3 separate regions of the Zea mays genome follow, and all the other regions are linked to region 2. Evidence: chromatin contacts called from public Hi-C data. All regions are on one chromosome and are shown on one strand. Each heading gives the region's core, a stretch centred on a gene start, on an enhancer-like site or on the middle of the called end of the contact. The rest is flanking DNA. Distances are from core to core; before and after follow the strand shown.

Region 1 (3,960 bases), core at 1,099-3,598, 220 kb before region 2:
CCCGTTACGTGCGGTTATTATAGATTGCTTATTTTTGTAAAAGACAAGATGGTCATATTTTTTATAAACAAACCTTAGGTCCTACTTATCTATATATGTACCCCTGCCTCTTAATCTTATATTAGCAAAGTGCTCGTACGTCTCTTAATCTTATATTATAGAAGACACGTGTATTCTGTTGGCTGGGTGGGTGTAAATATGGGTTTAGAGCCAACGACCGTGGTTCGAATCCCCATTTACACATAATTTTAGCTTCCTTACCATTTAACATAAAGGACCATTAGAAAAACTTTGCCCCTCTTAGGGGTTAATAACAAGTACTGATAATTAAAACCAATAGACCAAATTCAGTTGATTGCACACTCATAAAGAGTAGGTACCTGAAAAGCTTTGGTGATGTAGTTTCAAGAACAACATCATCATCACTTATTGCTTTTTTCCCTATTGGCGCAAAACCTCCAAAAAGGACCCAGAATTCTCCTGAATCTGATTCTGCTTGCAGTTTCCCATCATCTATTATCAAGGCAACAAAAAAATGTATAAGTGTGTGTGAACTTGCTGACGTTTCACATGTATGAGATTCGTCTCATTCTCATCTCACCGACGATTGCAACAGCGCACACTCCGTCATGGTATTCCTCCTTTAAATGCTGGATCACTTCCAAGGCTTTGGCTCTTTCTTGGATGTTGGAGTTTGCACCGTTGAATTGATATATTTTGTTCTCAGTATCCAAGATAAAGACATCATCATGGTTCAACGATGAACGAGAAAATGGAACCTGAGCAAAGAAGACAGCATTAGGATTGGCTTAAACAGCTGATGAAACATACAGGAAGCGAGGATGTGGTGGAACACAATGCACCTCTTTAACTCTGATAGCTCTCTTCCCTTTGCAGATATATAGACGTGTTTCAAACTTGTCCACTTCTGGCTTTTTGAACCCAGAAGCAAAGCCGCCCTCCATGGGTATGATGCACGGTTTAAAATACGAGAGGAATTTATCAGACTCGTAGCACTGTGGCTCCCTGTGCTGCACCGCACGGCCCCCGAGCATGCTGTCAAGCTCAACTGTCTTGATCGCCGCAGTTCCAGCTTCATCCTGCGTGACAAGAACAGTTTTCGACAGGTGGGCACGGAATGTCGTTTGTAGCGTCGTAGGAGATCTGAGGAGCAGGCACAGAAAACCTACTACCTGGCTGGAATCTTTTCCGATCCAGAAATGGATGTCAAAAATAAAAGCACCTCCTTTACATGTCGTCTAAAAAATGGGACAGGTACAGTGCATTAATTAATAATAATAAAATACAGTTTGTGTAGGGGAAAAGAGAGAATGCTGGTGGCTCTGGAAAAAGGAAAGGTTAAAATTATTACCTGCAGAACTATATAAGAATCTCCACAGTAGAATTTGCCATAGTCTGATTTTGGCAAAGCGACTGGCTTGAAATCCTCGATCCTCCATATCTCTGTCCCTCTGTGCTCAAGTCAAGGAGCACATAGCCAACATAAAGAGAAAAGACAACTCTTGCGTGTGGAACCGAAGACACAGAAAGAGAAAAAAAACAGCTAAAATAAGGTGGCAGCTTGCATGAAGCCATCTACTGGTATGGTAGTAGTAGGGATACGGTTTATGGCCAGCTCCTTGAAATGCAGGCTCAAGCACCACTTTCGCAGTCGACATTGTGCAGGAATGTGACTAATTACAGAACTTTACTTGGGCTCGCACCAGTTAGAAACTCATGTACTGCAAGAGCGCACAGGCACAGAAGAAATTTTAAACCATCATCATGAGATCCGCGTCGCAACCACGCATCCATCCACGCCACGCAAAGAGGTCGATCAATCGAAACGAGCGAGACCGGGAGAATAGGAAATGCAGAAACGCTATGATGGATCGAGCGGTCGATCGTACCTGTTAGACGTGTAAGGCCGATCGCGGAATGGATCGATGGAAGCGGGGCGGAGCGGAGGTGGGTGGGTGGGTTGGCCACGAGCCAGCGAGAGAGAGGAGAGGGGGGTGGAGGAAGGCGAGAGGCCGGGGACGAAGACGATCCCTGTGTCTCCGAGGTCCGAGCCGACGTAGGAATGGAACGGATTGGATGGGTCGGGGTGGATGGACGCCGCGGCTTTTGCGCTTGCCTGCTTTTAGAATGGCCCCTATTTATACGCGCGCGGCGATCTGCCGCTACTTCTATACTTGTGGTTGCCGCAGCGACGGACGGATGGATGGTCGGTACTCGGTAGGAAAGGGGGCGATCGAGCTCGAGTAGGGAGTCTCTGCGAGACTGCGAATACAAGGAGCGAATAATAATAGATCGAAGAGGGACACAATAATAGATCGAAGAGGGACACGTTGCTAGTGGCTGGCCTAGGACTGGGCATAAAACCCGAGCCCGAAGCCCGTTACCTAAAATACCCGAACTTGTACCCGTTTAGTCCGAGACCCGTTACCCGAACAGTTCCAACGGGTAACAAAACTAGATACCCAAAGTAAGTTTGGGCCTAATCAGGTATTCATCCGCGGTACCCGAAGTACCCATTCTACCCGAAATTAGACAGCATGCTAGCCCAAGCCCAACAGCGGCACAGCACAGCCCACGGGCCACGCCCAGTTGATATCGGCAACTCGGCATGTCACAACTCGCAGCCCTAGCTCCCAGCCTCCCATTCCCACGCAATTCGCCGGCAGAGAGTGAGCTGGTGTGCGATAGAGTCTTCTACCACCCCAATGAGATCTGGGATCTCAAATCATATACCTTCGATCACAGGGTCTTCTCCATAGTCTACACGTCTGGTAACGAACGGAAAAGTTGCCTCTCTATTTATGAGCATTGCAATTTGCAAATCTGTAGTGTGTGATTTTCCCGTTATTTGAAAATTTTGTTGTGTGAATGCAGGTGAGGACTTTGGTGCGTCAGTTTGGAAGATCCCAGAACTTAATGGGCGATCAAACTCACCGGGCAATCAAACTCACTGTAGCTTGAGCAGCTCTTTGAGCTTAGTGGGCATATGGGCAAGATTAGACAGTGGACTCCTGTTTCTATTGGTTTTTAGCTGCTCTAGAGATTTTGTAATAATAGCTGAAAAGTCTTGGTTTATGACTTTGTTTGTTGTCCACCTGTCATATACTCTTGTGTATGATTTATAATAGCGGGTACCCGAATTTTACCCAAACCCAAACCCAAACCCGAAATTGCGGGTACCCGAAATTTCAGGTACGGATACGGGTTCTACTGTTGAAAACCCGAAATATAAAAATCCCAAAAAGCCCGACCCGAAATTTCGGGTAAACCCGAACGTCCAGTCCTAGGCTAGCCCGTGGCGTTCGTCACCCTTGTCCGGAGGCACCGTCGACCTACGCCGGCCGGGGCAACACTAGTGCACTACCCGATTTTTTATAAACCGTTCATATTTAATTATTGTTTTCGAATATATCGGTCATTGCGCTGAGCATGTTTTAGCGTCCAGGGTCAAAGTATGACAACGACTATTATACAAACAACCATTAGGTGTAACCATGTAAGCAAGTTTTTTTGTCCGTTAGATCTGGATCGAACGGTAGATGCTATCGTAGTTTGGTAGGGCTTTTTTTATAAAACTACATGAGGTGGTGGTGAAGGGTTTAAGTATTAAATATGATATGCGGTTGGATCCAGATCTAACGGACCAAGAGTCTCGCTTGTACGTTTCCACCATTTGATAGCTGCTTGCATAGTAGTCGTTCCCCAAAATACCGACATAGACAACACCTCGATATCGTGCATTTTGATGCCAAGCTCGGCACCACATATCTTAGTGATGAACCATTATCCCGTCTTGGCATATATAACAACTATTGTTCCATGAAACATACAACTATGTTGTAATTATTTGTTGATTAGGGCACTTAGCTCTCCGAGAGACCGATGTTCAAGTCCTACCAATAGCATATTTATCCAACAATTTTCATAACATGTGTATAT
Region 2 (4,354 bases), core at 1,372-3,871:
TGAGCTTTGCCTTTCGTCAGATTTGCAATTGTTTATTAAAACAGTCTTCTTTAAAAAAAACCAAACTCCTCGTACTACTTGCTTGCCTACTACGCTGTTTTAAGTTTTCGAGCCTTTCGTGTTTCCGGCCGTTAGGAATGTTCCGTTGTGGGGTCGTGTACCCGATCCCGTACAACACAACCTGGCCTTGTGCAATACTACACTTTCAGCGTATAATAATACGGCAGCGACGTACGTGCCCGAACGGCAGTACGTTCAACGTGTCGAACCTGCGACAGCTCTGCGGGCTCGGAGCCACTAGACCACGACGCGGGCGTCGTGATTCGAGAGATGCTCGCTCGCTCACTGCTCAGCGGTTGTGGTCCGGCCTCCGGCGCGCCCGTGCCCCGGGCGAGGACACGACACGAGACGAGAGTAGACTATCCATCCCCCGCCGGATACTGTAGCAGGTGAGGAAACGGGGAAAAATAAGCAGGTGAGGACGAGGAAAAAAGAGCGAAAGGAGAGGCAGGCGGAGCCACGCGTCTCAACTGCCCAGCCAGGCGGACGGGCAGCCCACCCCCACTAACACATTAGCTAATACGCCCTTGTCTGTTTAAATAATGGTGCGGCACCACTGACACGGGTAAAAAAAGCCGTAGACGGGCGGCTCGACCTTTTCTTTTTTTATTATATGTAATCGTCGCTGCATTCAACTATTTCATAACGCCCACTTGTTACTGACTCGCTGGCAAAGGCTAACTCGTAGAAGTCGCTACATCTGAATATGACGAGAAATATGTCCTATTTGTTTTTTCTTCTAACCGACAGTATTGGCTTCTGGCCTCGTAAAAATCGTCTAAATCAACGTAAATATAAAATCTGCTTAATCGTTACTATGATAGAAATTTATCGTTTCCTAAACCTAAACCTAATAAAACTCTTCATCTTTCTTAGAACGCAAGGCTCGTGAGATTCTTGTGATAGCTAGCTTATCTAGGAATCCAAATGCTCTGAAAAGGTCTTCAGCAAAAAAAAAACCAAACAAGCCATAGACTACTTCAAACTCTTGTCTCTTAGTCTCGATTGATATTTTATGATTAATTTTAGACACGTCAATTCTTTGTAACAATAAAATCACCATGTTTGTAGTGATGAATATATCACAAATTTGTTGTGAAGCTAGCTATATGCGTGACCACATTGAAATTCCTTCCTATCCAATTATGGTGTCGTTTGTTTCGCGGAAATGTAAAGCAAATGATTTATATGAGATAATGGACATCGATTCTTTTTTTTTGTTTAGTTGAGCTCTTTTCAGCAGCACTAGATAATACTATCTAATACAATTATAACCGGTAACCATTACCGCTGCTAAGATATCCCATTACTATTCTATTAACAACGTCTGAACCAAACAACACCATATATCTCATCACCATGAAATTATAAAAAGAAGTTTTGTTGCCCTCGTTTTGGATGACCAAACAGCGAAAGGGCCTCTAGCTGAGTTGGTTAGGTGGTCTGAGTAGCACTCCTCAGGTCCTGGGTTCGATTCCCCGTGGGAGCGATTTTCAGGCTGTGGTTAAAAAAATCCCCTTGTCTGTGGGTTTTTCTCGACCTGTGTGAGAAGATCTTCTTTTTAATTCAATGCCCGAGGGCTGTCTTACCCCTCGCAGGTCGAGTTTTGGATGACCAAACAAAATACAATGTTAAGGGTTCGTTTGACATATCTCTAAGGTTCCAAGATCTATGTTGGCTCTACAAACTATGCACTAAATTAAAGTGATTTAAATATTTATATTTAATCTAAACTATAAATGAAAGGAGTCATGCAAATGCATAATCGACATATTTTTGCTAGAGCTAGAGTTTGTCAAATATGGCATAGTTTATGCCTGCTCTTTCCATTTTACTCTTATATATTTATTTACTAAATCGATTTATTTATATTTTATTTTTCTTTATACTCTTCTTCTAGTTACTGTTGTTCATTTTTTATTTACCAAATAAATTTATTAAAGAATAATATACTTAATTACTGAAGGAAAATCGCTCTATTTGATTTCAAAAATCTAAGCACACAGTATTACATCCATTAAAAAAATGCAATCCTAGTTTTAAACTAAGTCAAGATTGACAAGGTATATGAAATAGTACCGGCATTAATATATTCAAATACGTTATTATAAAAATACATCTCTTTAATTTATTGATGTTTATTACCTGTTACGAATGTGCATATTTTCTATATAGTTCGTTAAATTTAAGGTTGGTTGATTGATTGATTAAAAACAAGAATTATATGTACCTTGCATAATAGGTAAGATTAGTTAGGACCCAAACCCAACCATGGGCCAGGGGCTTAACGGAAAGAATTAACACAAATCACCTACTCCTATCCGAACGCTGGCTTAGCTTAGCGGGGAGAGAAAGCGTAGAGAGCAAGCCCCCAACCCCACTCCCCCACCGCCCGAGAGGCTCCAAAGTGGACAGCCCGCCCGTGCAGCTGGACCTGGACGAGGGAGAGAGAGAGAGAGAGAGAGAGAGAGAGAGAGAGAGGGGAGGGAGGGAGGGGAAAGACGGACAGCGCCATTGCTGCCATCGCATTCACAGCGCTACCGTCTGCGTCGCTTTCCTTTCCTCCCTTTCCCTCGCCGTACCACCACCCGCTCCTCTTCTCCGCCTCTGCCTCCTCCTGCAGAAGCCGCCGCACAAAACCCAAACCCTAACCGCCGCCCCTCCGAGGCGCGCCAGATCGGCGGCGGCGCCCACTGCTGCTGCTCCGGATCCAATGCAGCGGCTGCCGTAGCGCGGGAGCTGCCGATCTGAGGCGGCGGCGGCGGCGCTGGCGCAGGTGGGACAGGGATGTCGTCTGCGCCGGTGGCGGGGGCGGCGTTCGAGCGGTACCAGCAGCGCGGAGGTGGCGGCCCCGCGGCGGCCAACGGCAACACGGTGCGTGCGTTCGCGTGGTTCCTTGCGTGGGTACCGGGGGTCTGGTGCGGTTTGCGTATCCGGTGCTGATGAGCATCTCCCTCCCCTATTTCGCGTATCGCTGGGTGCCCGGTACCTTGCTTGTCAAGTTTGCATGGTTTGAGCTGCAAGGATGCGCTTCTCCACTGTGGTGTTGGTCTACACAAGTCGCTGCTTCTATTGCTATTAATAGAGCGGGTTGGACCTTGGTTAGATTGCGGTGCTGATGTGACGGACTGTAGAGTTTCCGCCCGCTTGGTCCTCGGTAGCTACATTTGAACGGATTGATGGTGATACTGGTGGATTGCTGGCAGTGCAGTTCAGATTCAGACTGCCTGTAGGCGAAATTTGCCATCAGGGTGCGCCAGAGATACAAATTAGAAGTGCATTCCTATAGTCTGTCGTGTTGGACTGTTGGCTGTACAATGGTGGGAAGAGTATTGTGGGTCTGATCTGCCTTGAGAACTTAGGGGTTTTGGCGGGCTGCTGAGATAAGTGACATTGCTTTTTTCCGCAAAAGAAAGTGATATTGATTAACATGGGGCAGGCTGTAAAGGAAGACCAGTCTAGGGTATTCGTGGTATGCAACATGGGGCAGAAACAGTAAAAACATGCTAGAGTATATCAAATATGGGAAACGAAGCAACTAGTGATATTGTGGTTGTGAGAAGCAACAATACAACGAGGGGAAGAATTTATGAGGCTGATATGGAGATATACACTTGCTGTAGCACAACCTGCCATCAACCATAAAAAATGTGTACATTCTTTGTGGATCAACATGGATGCTTCATGAAATTCAAAAAAGATTTGTCGATAATGGACCAACCCTGATACTTAACATCTTTTTATTTATTTCAGAAAAAAACACAGATGCATTGACCAATTGAAGCGAACCACTTCAGTTACTCCTAGTACCTTTTCATGCTTCCCACATTTAGGATACAGATGGGCATTTCCTGTTATCACTAGAGCTGAAATCAAATTACTTAACTGAGCAGGGCATTTTTTTATTGCTCCACACTACTTATACTGAATCGGCCTTTGGTTGTACATGATTGAAAACTAGGACTAGGGTTTTGGGGGTGGACTAGTGCAGTATTGAACTCTTTTATTATTTGCTGTTTGTATTACATGTCTGATGCTATAACCATTCTAACCAGGTTTTCAAGAGTGGGCCTCTTTTCATATCATCCAAAGGTAATCCCTTGTCCCCTATCTATCTTTTTCAACATAATGTTTCCCACATGGTGCTCATTTCATTTTAGTTCCTCGTTGAGCAATCAAATATATGTTCACCAGGAACTTGAAGAAAATTCCAGAATTGTATGTAAAAAATGAAAAGATTGTTTCTTAAAGATGAGGCTGAAGGAGCTGTTTTATGCATGAAAAAACATCATTG
Region 3 (4,352 bases), core at 916-3,415, 240 kb before region 2:
CGTCTTGTGTCCGTTTTGCAGATCCTGAGTAATGGAAAATTCACCAGCGTTGAGCACAGGGCCGTGGTACACCCAACCAGAGAGAGAATGTCGGCGGCGCTGTTCCTGTACCCTCGCCAGAACATGAGGGTTGGCCCATTGCCGGAGTTCGTGAATGGCGGTAATGAGCGGTATGGATCAACGGATTATGAGGAATTTATGAAGCATTACTTTGCAACGAAGCTTGACGGAAGGAAGCACCTAGACAGATTGAAGTTGGAGCAGTAGGCAGTAGCTATCTCTACCGTATCTATCTCGCTGGAGGGACCAATAAATAATTTTTCTATGCGATAAATACTTCGTCCTCAAGCACCTAGAGAGCAGATATAAATAATGTTCTCCAGCTTTGATTCGCAAAAAATGCGCATGATTCAAAATGTGTTATGATAGGATAGGATCGACTCGGTCCATGACCGAGACGGTCAAGATCAACCCTAACATTCTCTCCATTTAATCTCATACTCATTTTCTTATACTTACAACTTTTACTTTATTAACGTCTTAATTTCATAACTTATGGTTTTCACTTCACAATACATCAGTACACCAACACCAAGACATTTAAGCAACTTGTTAGGTACTATTGAACTCAATGACTATAGTGCACATTTCTATCTCAAAGTATAGAACCTAAAACTTGAGGAAGATGGTTGTATTTTTATGACCCCTTAGTCCAGAATCATAGGTGCTCCATTAAACCTATACTGGTTACGAGTTTTCTAAATACGTTGAGTATAAGCCCTTTAGTGAGCAGACCTGCAAACATTTGCTCTGTACGTATATGTATATGCTCATGGTCAATTATTTGATCATGAACTCTCTTCTTTATAACATAATATTTAATGTCAATATGCTTGACAACAACACTTGAGAAAGCTAAGTGATGGTAACACAATTTATATGGTTAGATCTTGTATGTCTATCTTAAGTGGTTGAGAAAATGGTTAAGGTGTGCCACGCATGTACGCGCCGCCACCGAGCCAAAGCGAGACAAGGCGTGATCACGGTCAGTCGGGTCACAACATGGTGTGATGTAGACACAGAGCGTGCAGGGAATCAAAATGTCACAGAGTTAGAGCGTGTGCAAGGAGTTTTAGAAGTTTCATAGCTTGTAACTCCAGAAGTTACTCGTCCGGTTGTGAAGTTTCCTTATGATCTCCCACACCCGCTCGATTTTCGCGTCGTATAATCTTTCGGGTTCGCTTGGTTCTCCCGATGTCTAATCTCCTATGTCTCTTTGATTCTCCTTGTTCACCTATATAAACTCCATCTTGTCTTTGTTTATCGGTTCGCTTTCGCTGATGTTGTTTTAGCTGTTAGCCAAGCACTCAGTTTTAGTTCTTGCGCACACAAACACAGGAAGAACAGGCCTTCGAAACAAGTGTCGTCCAAGAGTTCACCTGCTCGGGTTAAGGACGATAAACACAATTTTGGGTAGTGTTCGTAAGCGCCATGATTGCTCGCTTGCTCCTCTCATTTTTGGTGCTAAGCTATGTTCTCTCCTTCATGGTATATTGCTTTGGTAGTGATCAACACAATTACATACCAACACTGCATCTAACGAAATGGCTACATCGACTAGCGCCGCTAGGTATGTTTTGTCTTCTTGATTGTTTAAAGTCTTGTTTCTTTGTACTTCTTATATGTTTATCGTGATAAAATGGAACGATGTCACCAAGTTGTCATTATACTTTTTCTAGATTAAACTACAATTAAAAATATCTACATATCTAGCACTAACATAATGTCAGAAAGTTGTATCGTAAAAACTAAAATAGTGTATATTCTATAAAGTTGTGTTCAACAGATCGTATATATGGTAGCAGTATATGGTAGCAGTAATGTCATATTCTTAAAAAGTTGTCTCATAAAAACTAAAATAGTGTATATTCTATAAAATTGTGTTCAGCAAATCATATACATGGTCATGTAATATATTATAGATAACACTATTTATCGAGTGAAACTTGAAATAAAAATGTGTAATAGAAAATGTGATATGAGAAATACCGGAGATAGTCTCGTGAAGACCAAAAACATCAACAACCTGTGCGCCGGGACCCTCGAAGAAACAAAGAAAAAAGGTGTGCGCTGGCAGATCGGCACACGCTCGCCCTTTCTAGACCGGGGGTCGTCCTGCAACGCGGAGCGAGGAGGCTGCGAAAGAGACCACAACGCCGCGCAGCCGGCAGGCCGGCCGTCGCGTGGCTCGTTGATACGCCCGCGAACCGCGACCCCGCGTACGCCATGGTCCGGCCTGCGCTTATCCGGCGACATTACTCACGAGGCGATGGCGATGCGAGGAAGGACAGCTAGGACCTATCCTTATTTAAACCCTGACGCCACCTTGTGCTGTTCAAGGAGTGAATACTGAACAGTCCAGTCAGTCGTCTCTACCTCATACGCCTGACGAATCTTGATTCTTGAGGTGAGCCTGCCTCTCTCGTCTCCCTCTTCCCCTCGATGCTTCTTGCTCCTCCTGCAGCTGTAACCCTAGATCTGTGGGGGTTTTTTTTGGGTGGTGGGTGGTTCTGATTCAGTTTCCTGCCCGTGATTTCTTCTCTCACCAGCAAGACGCGGTCACTCCAATAGAACTATGCACAACCTGTTCGTCGCCTCCTCCCAGTGCCTGGCCAAAAGACTGATTGGTTTAAGCTTCACCAAAAAAAAAAGAGACTGATTGACTTCCCAACTTATGTTTCACTAGATTTTAGTTCATTACTAAGCAAGTGCTCAGCTCTTTTGTTGGCAATGAAGCAACCATAACATTGCTTCTATGGCCAATTGAAATGGCTAGTTCCATTCACTGTCATAGTGCAATACAAGCGCCAGGAAGAGTATCTGTGATGTAAATAACAGCTGTTGATTTTAGGACAGTCGTATTGATTTTGTGCTGCCGAGCAGGCTTGGAACTGGATGCCTTGGTTTTCCAGATCTGGGAGTTTGGTCGTTTTGGCCTACTCTGCACCGCTATTGAGATCCTCTCTTTCTATTAAGAAATTTAACTGATGGGCCAAAGTTTCAGCAGCACACTACATATTTTTTTTCTTTGAAGCAACATCTCACTAAAGTCATCTATCTACTCATTGGATGACTTTGGAGATCTGTTGATATAATATCAATTGGTATGCTGAGAAGAAACTAACCATAGTCCTGTGTTGTTATGCTCCAGCTTGATTGGGTGTCATCTCTTTTAGCTGCAACTGCAGCTGGCTGTGATCATGGCATCGCTGAGTGCTGACCTCTTTTACGACATACTCAAGCGTCTCGATGCTGCAGCTCTGGCAAGAGCAGGCTGTGCCTGCGCTGATTTTCGTGCCATATCAAATGAAGAGGATCTGTGGGAAAATGCCTGCACATCTCTGTGGCCATCAATGAGACGAGATGACGTTAGGAGCTTAATTGCCTCTGCTGGTGGGTTCAGGAAGTTCTATGCGGATTGTTTCACACTTATACTGAACAAGGACGTCCCTGTGGTTCAAGCCAATGAAACTAACTTCTTTGCCGAAGAATGGGCTGAGTCTTGACTACTACTACTACGACGACGGCGGCATGGACGATTCTGAAAACTCATTGCCTTCGGATTTCGTGTCTTTGATCGATGTATGGTACAAAGGCCATGCGCTCTACTCGAAGGTCATATGGGGAATTCCCAGCTCAGACAGTGCCAATGGATGGTTCTACAACTACCCGTTCCGGATCGACCTGTCTCAACACTCGGCTGAAAACAACGAGAACAACAACGGAGATGTATTCCTATCCACTGTCAGTGGCGTGTCACCGGTACCCTCAATGGAGCAAGAAAGGAAAGACGGCAAGCTATGGAGGGAGTTGAACGATGGTGTAAAGCTGAGCTGGATTGTTGTCAACAAGAAGATGAAGAGGGCAGTGAACCTGACGAGCTGGCACCCGCTGAGCGGGCAGAGGCACTGGCCGACCGATGCTGACTTCGTTCTGCGGTTCGGGTCTGTGCTTCCGGCGAAGGAGGTCCTGCCCTGCCAGGTGGCGGAATGCATCCTGCTGATGAAGTTCCGCGTGACAGGCATGGGCGGCGAGGAGGCTGGGGAGCCTTCGACGCTCGCGCTGACGGAACTGAGCATGCAGATCCAGGACATGGGCGGCGTCCATCTCAACGGCCGCTGCAGCCTCCTCCTCCTCAAGGAGGCGCTGAGCTGCCACCGCAGCAGGAACTACGATGAGGTGCTGGAGTCTTGCAATTTGTACCTCAAGGCACAGAGTGAGCTGAAGGAAGAGAAGATACGCAGCGAGTGCCGGTTCGACACGCTGTGTGTTTTCAGTGGCATTGCAATATT

Evidence for each region. A called contact is a pair of places that touch in the nucleus more often than the background predicts.
Region 1: a Hi-C map of leaf shows a contact between it and region 2, with 5 times the contacts expected there. The contact joins the promoter of LOC103635078 here to the promoter of LOC100281414 in region 2. A contact is called at or near these places in 6 of 25 Hi-C or Micro-C datasets (bundle sheath, ear, endosperm and 2 more).
Region 3: a contact with region 2 is called in a Hi-C map of an unstated tissue, with 5 times the contacts expected there. The contact joins the promoter of LOC100276415 here to the promoter of LOC100281414 in region 2. A contact is called at or near these places in 3 of 25 Hi-C or Micro-C datasets (ear, leaf and an unstated tissue).

What each region holds. Positions count from the first base shown.
Region 1 is chr1:62,064,570-62,068,529 of Zm-B73-REFERENCE-NAM-5.0, reverse strand. It overlaps LOC103635078 (villin-2), which reads right to left and starts at 2,348. Exons shown (of 24, transcript XM_008657631.3): 1 at 1,911-2,348; 2 at 1,624-1,742; 3 at 1,373-1,472; 4 at 1,194-1,259; 5 at 864-1,100; 6 at 602-779; 7 at 381-513. The coding sequence starts at 1,679.
Region 2 is chr1:61,842,879-61,847,232 of Zm-B73-REFERENCE-NAM-5.0, reverse strand. It overlaps LOC100281414, which reads left to right and starts at 2,621. Exons shown (of 22, transcript NM_001154332.2): 1 at 2,621-2,934; 2 at 4,116-4,152. The coding sequence starts at 2,848.
Region 3 is chr1:62,080,814-62,085,165 of Zm-B73-REFERENCE-NAM-5.0, reverse strand. LOC100276415 reads left to right here and starts at 2,165. Exons shown (of 2, transcript NM_001150214.2): 1 at 2,165-2,467; 2 at 3,212-4,352. The coding sequence starts at 3,526. It also overlaps the pseudogene LOC103635087.